Regions from separate parts of the Sus scrofa genome. Here regions 1 and 3 are each linked to region 2. The links are chromatin contacts, called in public HiChIP or PLAC-seq maps. All regions are on one chromosome and are shown on one strand. The core of a region is the stretch at or near the end of the contact, and the rest is flanking DNA. Distances in the headings are between cores, read along the strand shown. Region 1 overlaps FILIP1 (filamin-A-interacting protein 1). Region 2 overlaps FILIP1 (filamin-A-interacting protein 1). Region 3 holds the start of FILIP1 (filamin-A-interacting protein 1).

Region 1 (2,700 bases), core at 69-2,568, 69 kb after region 2:
GGAGGAGTGATGACTATGCCAAGAGGATCCTTTGTTCAACATATAGCTTACCTCCTGTTCTGTACTTGAGTCAGACCATCTCTCCTAAGAGGGCTCTTCCCATCACAGCACACCCACTCTTGGGCTGCTCCTTCTGCCACCCTGCCCAAATCGCCTTTCATTTGTCTCATCTCTCCTTCCAAATCTACATCTATCTACAAGTTTCTTGGACATGTTCACTCAAGGCCCACCTATGGCAACTAACACCCTGAAAGTCACTCAAATGTGCTTCACCATCCTACCCTGATCTTCTCAGATTTTAATTCTTAAGCCTGTGGAGGTTTTCTGTAACCAGACTGAACAGCTGTTGCTGTCTTCCAGAGAAAGGCCCCCTGCTGGATCTCAAGAAAGACCATCAGCAGTTTCACAAGGTGCTCCTCAAACATTTCTGCATTAACATGCAGGGGAGTCTCGTTGCTCCCTATCTCTATCTCCTCTGTCACCCATTCTGATATAACAATGAAAGAAATAGCTCCTTTTTTAAATAGCCTTATTTTAACAGCACTTAGATCTATTTCCCTTTTGGGTAAATCCAGTTTGGTCTTTAAGACCTCACGTCTCCTCTTAAGTAGATTTCTCTCTTCCTAAATTCCTCCTCCCATGAGTGCTCAGTCAAGACCCAAGCTAACATCATTTCCTGAATCATGATCCTTTTGTCTTAAACATATGGCAATCCCTCCCTGTCTCAAGTTCCCGAACTTCTCCACCAACTTGATTCAGGTACACTCTGTCTTAGTAAATTTTGGCCCTTGGTGTTATGATGATCTCACTCCATTTTCCTTCCACCTCATGCCAAGTGGGAGCTACCCATTTCCAAAGTCATAGGTGTCCATTTCACTTTCACTATTCATTAATAAGAACTGCCGTTCCTCTGCGGTTCGGCCAGTTTGGAGCCTGAAAACCAAAAGCCAAGGGACACAGTGTACGTGATTGATGAGCCCAAAAAGCTCGCAGTTGTGGGAGGTGGTCTTCAGAGTCTCTGGAAAAGCGACAAAGATCCAAGAGGAAAGCCCACCTCAGTTCTCTCCCAAGGGTCTGATACCGTTCCAAACAAAATAACAAGGAACAGGGTTTGGCGCTGCTGATCCATTGCTATGTAGGTTAGTTCTTACATCCAGCATTTAAAACTGAAAGCTAGATCCTAAGACACGAATGCTTTGTTGCTAAGGAGGAATTTACCACCCTTGCAGCTTATAGTCTGGTTCTGCAGTCCTGGGTGAACAACACGGTACAGGCACGAATGTCTCAGCACCCTTCCTCTATGCAGAGTCCAGGAGGAGACTGTCTTCTTGATCAGGCAGTCAGTGCTGAGATTAAGCTGTGCTGGTGTCAGTGGGACGAACGCAGCCCAGAGACACAATAGCCACTACTCTAGGGTCCAGCCCAGGACAGCTGCTGTTGAGAAGAGCCCATCTCAAAGGCTTGCACAGGCAGGACATAGCAAGGCTAAGGCCTAGCTCCTGCCCTAAGCTGCCCTGGAACACAGTATCTACTCTGCTGGCTTTTCTCCAGATGCCCCTACGATGTCTCTCTCAATATCTCAGTCAACCGCCCCATTAATAATGCCCCCATCTTTTCCTCTGGAGTTCCATGGTTACTAGTTGGACTGAGGGATAACTGCAGGAGTCTGACTTAAAACATATAAGTTGGAGTGCCTGTTGTGGCTCAGTGGGTCAAGCATCCAACACAGTGTTTGAAAGGATCTGGGTCTGATCCCTGGCCTCACTCAGTGGGTTAAGGATCTGGTGTGGCTGGGAGCTACAGTGTAGGTTGCAGTGGGTTAAGGATCTCATGTTGCTGTAGCTGTGGTATAGGCCTGCAGCTGCAGCTCTGATTCAATCCCTAGCCCCAGAACTTCCATATGCCATGGGTGTAAAAAAGGACAGAGAAAGAAAGGAAGAAAGAAAGAAAGAGGAGTACCCTTCCTGGCTCAGCAGTTAACGACCCTGACTAGTATCTATGAGGCTATGGGTTCAATGCCTGGCCTTGCTCAGTGGGTTAAGAATCCCATGTTGCCGTGAGCTGTGGTGTACATCACAGGTGCAGCTCAGATCTGGCATTGCTGTGGCCATGCTGTAGGCTGGCGGCTGCAGCTCGGATTCGACCCCTAGCCTGGGAACTTCCATATGCCATGGGTGCAGCCCTAAAAACACAAAAGAAAGAAAGAGGGAGGAGGAGGGAGGGAGAAAGAGGAAGGAAGGATGATGGTGATGAGGTTTCAGCAGTGCTTGCCAAATTCTACAACATACAGTGAAAATTACACTTTGTGGAAAGACGGGAGAGTTCTTGGGGAGAATATTTTATAACAGGGAACTATGCCAGTGAGAAAAATCTCTTGTATAGACTGTCCCGTCAAAACTCCAGAAATGTATCCGAACACAGCCTGCCGGTCCTGAAAACTGGTATGACCGGGGGCAGTTAACCTGGGCTTCTCCTGTCTGTCTGGTCACTTGCATTTTGTTTTATTTTGTTTTTTGTTTTTTGTTTTTTCCTTTTAGGACTGCACTGGCATATGGAAGTTCCCAGGCTAGGGATTGAATTGGAGCTACAGCTGCTGGCCTATACCATGGCCACAGCAACGCCAGATCTGAGCCATATCCCTGAACTACACCACAGTTCACAGCAACGCAGGATTCTTATCCTGCTGAGCAAGGCCAGGAA
Region 2 (2,700 bases), core at 171-2,670:
ATCAAAGCCCTGTGGAATAAAGCAGAGGAAAAGGAAAAAAGCAAAATCCCTGGGCTGAGCATACTCACCATGGCCTGTGAATAGCCTGGCTCCAAAGTATGAAGCCCAGATGTTGGGTTTATCCCATAGCTCAGTGAATGACAAAAATCATTGACTTTATCTGTTGTAGCTTCACTATCTACAAATAACCTGTGATAATGCACGCATCCTCTTTGATTCATATTTTCTGCTGGAAAGGACCTACTGGCTGGCATACGACTATGCACAGCTGGAGGAAGCATATTCTTGAATTCATGGCAGTAAAACCGATTGTCTTTGGATGGTCACGTGCCACAGTCACAGAATGTAACAGATAATGAAGGAATTGTTACAATGCAGCTTGGCTAAGACAGCCATTGTAGGTAAGGTCTTGTCCCTAAAATGTGTCTTTTCAATAAATCAGTTCATGAAAACTCATAGCTTACCCCTCTGAAGAAGATAACTGTTAGTGGTCTCCTGCCGTAGCTGGAGAAACTGAGGTACAAAGTGAGTGGTTAATTTCTTTGAAATGGCCTGTGAGCAGTTCATTTCCCTGGAATGTCCAGGTTGCCTCTTAGCCAACATTGCTGATGACTAATTCTTGACACAGTTCTTCCTCAGCTCAAATATATTCTCAGCAAACCACTGGGCTCATGACCAATGATCCCTGCTCTGCTTTGTCCATTGGAAGTATTAGAAGCTTTCAAGGTCACTGTTTGTATGTATCTTTGATATCATCCCTTTGGACCATGTTCCAGGCAGTTACCTCATGGTGAGTATCTCTGCAGAGATCCTCACTGTAACAACACATCAGTAACTGTTACTGAAATATCACAGACCCAGGCTCTCCTATGACCCAACTCTGGCCAAGAGGTTTTCTGAAATGAGGAGTGTGAGGAAGATGAGAAAGTCAATATCCTTATAAACTAAGCTGTACTCCTAATAAAAGAAAAGAAAACAAGAACAAAACATTGACATCACTTCAGAATCCAGCTTGTTTTCTTTACAGAGATCATTTAAGTTTGTTCATACCAACTCATATATTTTTCTTCCCAGCTGATGGCCACATGCTTCAAGAACACAAATTCTTTTCCTTCTGATTTTATCCTCCTTCTACCTGCTTCTCCGTCTGTTGTTTTGCAACACTGCAGTCCTTGGATAGAGGCTTGGCTGGTCAGGATGTGCTTATCCTGGGCAGACAGACAGAGGATTCAGTGAAAGCAGCGACTGGTCATGCTGGGTTTGTCTGAGAACCGTCTGTCTTCTTCTTACTTCTGCCTTCATAGTAGCTTGCTTAGGAACGCAGGGATATTTCTCCAGTTTGATTCTGTCTGCATGGAAAAGCAAGAACCAGGGATTGAGGCTGTAGCAGTTAACTTGGCTTTTTCTCATTCCTGAGCTGGAGCCAAGTGGCACTGGCTGCGTGCAGTGACATCATGTTGGCACCTTGAAGTTGGCCACAGTGCGTGTATTTACACCAGGGTTAGTTGCAAATGCTACCTAATAGTCAGGGATTATTTTTCTTTTTCTGAAGAGTTGACTTCCCAGTATGTCATTGCCCTTTGCCCTTAACCTATACCTGAAGGATTTCTGCCAATGTCCAAGAAAACTTTATCAGAATTCTGACACATTGTGGACACAAGATGACAATCCATAAAGTTAGGAAGGGAGGAATTCTTTACCTGAAACATCATCAAAATATAGTTTGGGGAAGTTCCCTGGTGGCGCAGTGGGTTAAGGAGCTGGCATTGTCACTTCTGTGGCTCGGGTTTGATCCTTGGCTCAGGAACTTCTGTGTGCTACAGGCATGGCAAAAAAAAAAAAAAAAAAAAAAAAGATAGTTTGGGGACAGGGCTTTATCTGACCTGTAATCTCCATGACTATCCCTTTAAAGCTCCACCAAATAAATATTGACCTTTTAAACCACAAGTGTGCTTTCTAAGCAAATGCTGCTTCAAGTTGACCTATAATCCCTTATTCCTGCTTCCAACTAGGCTACTCCCACAGGTTCTCCTGTCTCTGGGAAAACTCAGGAGTCACCCTTGCTCCCAACATCGGTACGTCCAGTTACAGATGAAGCTTTTTATCCTGGGACTCTTGTGACTTCAGTGATTGTAAGAACTTCAGAAGCATCGAGGATTCTGGGAGTTCTCATTGTGGCTCAGTAGGTTAAGGACCAAATGTTGTCTCTGTGAGAATGCGGGTTTGATCCTTGGCTTCGCTCATTGGGTTAGGGATCTGGTGTCGCTGCAAGCTGCAGTGTAGATTGCAGATTCGCTTGGATTTGGCATTGCCGTGGCTGTGGTGTAGCCCGGCAGCTGCAGCTCTGATTCGACCCCTGGCCCAGGAACCTCTGCCACAGGTGCAGCTGTGGAAAAGAAAAGAAAGAGAAAAACACTGAGGATTCTGGTCCCACCATGGCCTTCAGTTGTGTGAAGTTTGGTTGGTATCTGAGCATTGGGGAGGCTTCCGCCTTTCCTGAGATCTCTTCTTTCTTGCCTTTGATAACTTCACAGCAGCTTCAGTGATGACAGCACAGGCCATTGGCAGCAAATGGAGGGATATGTCAGAAAGATTCTGGGGCAGCATTGAGGAACTCAGTTACCCCTTCCACTTGGAAACTTCCAGAAAGAGATGAGTGAGGTCTTAGAGGAGAGCCTGTAGGTCCCTAGTCATGGGTGG
Region 3 (2,700 bases), core at 138-2,637, 70 kb before region 2:
TCAAAAGTGACTTCTAATAGGTTGAGGTATGGGGTCAACTCGCTTTAGAGGTGATTTCTTTAAAAAGAAATGTGACAGGCATTAGGGTTCTCCTGTATATTTATTGCAAGTATATAACACCTAAAATCTTAAAATTATGTCTTTACTTGTCTCCTTGGTCAACTTCAGTTTGCATGTCAAAAAAAATGGATATCTTTAAGCTGATAAATTAATCTCAGGAAAGGGGTCAACCCTTTTAGTGGCATTGGTAAGATTTTTGTCAGGGCAATATTCTAGTGTGTTAGACAGTGATGCTGTGTGTATGTGTGTTCCTTTCTACTTTTTTTTTTTTTTTTTTTTTTTGCATTTAGGGCTGCATCCACAGCATATGGAGGTTCCCAAGCTAGGACTCAAATCAGAGCTACAGCTGCCCACCTACACCAGAGCCACAGCAAGGTGGGATCCAAAGCACATCTGCGACCTACACCACAGCTCATGGCAATGCTGGATCCTTAACCCACTGAGCTAGGCCAGGGATCAGACCTGAATCCTCATGGATGCTAGTCGGACTTGTTTCTGCTGCATCATGACAGGAACCCCCTCCTTCCTACTTTGTGGCTAAAAGGCTGTCAGTTCCTCTTACTGTTACTTTCACATATGTAATTAGTAAGACAGTCCCCAAAACTAGTTAGTTAGTTTTAAACACACATTTTTTTTTTTCATGAGTCTTAATCTTGGCCGATTCCTACTATTTTATGATATAGAATAAAACCAATAAAACATCTTGAGACCCTCTTCATGTTGGACTTTCAGGGTAGAAGTGACCCCACTCCTGGTTGTGGAGACTTTGGGGTTAATGATGAGGCAAAGCTCTGACCACTGGAGGTTCTCAAGTCCTGGTTTTTCTGGAGCGTTCTCCATTTCTTGCTTTAAGTGAATGACCTGAGTGAGAAGGCTAAGATTTTCCTTCTTAACCTCACTCCTTTCAGAAACACACCCTTAACAGACATTCCTTCACGGTTACCTTATTTTAATAACAGTCAGGTATGTAAGCTGGTTTGGTCCAATACGACGTGCACGAATGCCACACAACCATGTAAAAAACTGCCTGGAACAGATTTCTTGCTGTGAATTTTTCTAACAGTTGTGATACAGTTTTAAAAGCTTTTTCTATTTATGAACATTTATCTCAGAAAGCCTAACAGAGAAGAATGTTGCAGAAATATCGGTACATTGCTCTCTGTTCCAGACAACTGCTGCTCTTTCTTTTTCAGATTTTAAAACATAAGTCCCCAGTCACAGTCTGCATCTAAGGGCTTCCATCATAATTACCTCTGGGTAACGAGCAGCAGTCCTTAAAAGGGTCTGCCAGTTTCCCTGCAATCTTTCACTGGGCGAGCCGGGCTGTGTCCACTGATAACCCAGCTGCCGAGGAACTGAGGAGCAACAGCTCCAAACTTCTCAGCTGTTGACAGGCTTGACTTGCTGAGAACACTGGTTAAATATAGCACACGCGAGCTCAGCTCCTCAACAAAGTCATTGCTCTGACGGTGTTGTGAAGGGAGCAGAAGACGAGAAACCTAATCTCAGAACCCAACAACACCTAGCAACAGTTGAAAAAACTTTTAAACAAAAGTCTGGGTGGGAGATACACAGCAGCCTCCAATTTCTGCTGATCGGGATTTCAGGGAGAAGAAGCTGCTTTCCCCCCTGCTCTCTACCCAGTTTCCTGCATGACTTCAGCTATTGGCCAGTCCTAGGAAAGAAAGTGGGAAAAGCTTTTTCCTCTGTATTCTTTCGGGCTGGATAGTTTTCCAGGACTCCAGTCTCAGGCTGTGGGACAAGCCACTGGGTTCTTCAAAGGATACGCTACCTCCCTAAGGACGTACCCTTGGTTAGACAAGCTGCCAGTCAGGTAAGATAAAAAGCCACAGCTCCTTACTCTCTTAAGCAATTTCTGCTTCCACAAGGAGAGCGCTCTCTCCAAATCTGTGTTGTCTGTTTCCTCTGATTCTCATTGTTCCCCTATGTGATAACACACTTAGGAATTACGGCAGTCACTCTGAATTGCTTTTAAAGATTCTGAAAGTCATCCCTTTCTCAGAATTACCTGATTCCTCTTTCAACACAAAGATTGCTAGGATGTCTAAACAGCCATCAGAATGTTTCTGCCAAGTTATCATTTTCTGGCAGGTAACAGAAATATGACAAAGGACAACTTCACAGTCCTTTCACAATGAAGATGGCTAACCAGTGGAAGGGATATTTTCCCTAGAAGCAGGATAACTTTCATGTATGGAAAGTAGCTGAGCAGCTGGTGTGGTAAACGAAAGTCTTGCCTGGTGTTTGTGTTGCTGTACTTTGCCTTGCTGCTTGCTGGATTCTCTGATTACACTGGTACACCTTGTGCTGGTATTACATCGGACCGTATAACGTCACGGTCACCCCAAGTGCTTCTGACCAGGCACAGAATATGCCTGGCGTTAAATCACAACTTTTGCAGTCTTTGAATATAAACTATTCAGGACCATGCTGTTATGTGTGTCTTTTAAAAAATAGGGGAATTGCTTGTATAAGAGATATGATAGATTCTGATTTTTAAAACTTGAATTGAATATATGAGGACAAATCCTTTCCTAAGTTGCATGTATGTATATGAACACATTTACTGTGGTGTGAAGGAAATCCTCCTTTGTCTGTTATATCTTCTCCCTTTCTATG

The links. HiChIP or PLAC-seq counts read pairs in DNA pulled down with a chosen protein or histone mark.
Region 1: an H3K27ac HiChIP or PLAC-seq map of skeletal muscle shows a contact between it and region 2. The contact joins two enhancer-like sites. A contact is called at or near these places in 3 of 47 Hi-C or Micro-C datasets (alveolar macrophages, embryonic fibroblasts and fetal skeletal muscle) and 1 of 2 datasets of contacts at active chromatin or transcription factors (skeletal muscle).
Region 3: a contact with region 2 is called in an H3K27ac HiChIP or PLAC-seq map of skeletal muscle. The contact joins the promoter of FILIP1 here to the enhancer-like site in region 2. A contact is called at or near these places in 7 of 47 Hi-C or Micro-C datasets (adipocytes, embryonic fibroblasts, fibroblasts and 2 more) and 1 of 2 datasets of contacts at active chromatin or transcription factors (skeletal muscle).

The regions. Positions count from the first base shown.
Region 1 is chr1:90,565,648-90,568,347 of Sscrofa11.1, forward strand. The region is part of intron 3 of FILIP1 (filamin-A-interacting protein 1); the gene reads left to right. Among named protein-coding and RNA genes, the nearest start is that of TMEM30A, 72 kb to the right of the region's middle. Within about 2 kb of position 1,319, at least 4 of the 83 cell types and tissues checked have an H3K27ac peak or open chromatin away from gene starts, as enhancers often do. A contact at or near this core is called in skeletal muscle, where this site is marked.
Region 2 is chr1:90,496,296-90,498,995 of Sscrofa11.1, forward strand. The region is part of intron 1 of FILIP1 (filamin-A-interacting protein 1); the gene reads left to right. Among named protein-coding and RNA genes, the nearest start is that of FILIP1, 70 kb to the left of the region's middle. Within about 2 kb of position 1,421, at least 11 of the 83 cell types and tissues checked have an H3K27ac peak or open chromatin away from gene starts, as enhancers often do. A contact at or near this core is called in skeletal muscle, where this site is marked.
Region 3 is chr1:90,426,142-90,428,841 of Sscrofa11.1, forward strand. It overlaps FILIP1 (filamin-A-interacting protein 1), which reads left to right and starts at 1,388. Exons shown (of 7, transcript XM_021092328.1): 1 at 1,388-1,894.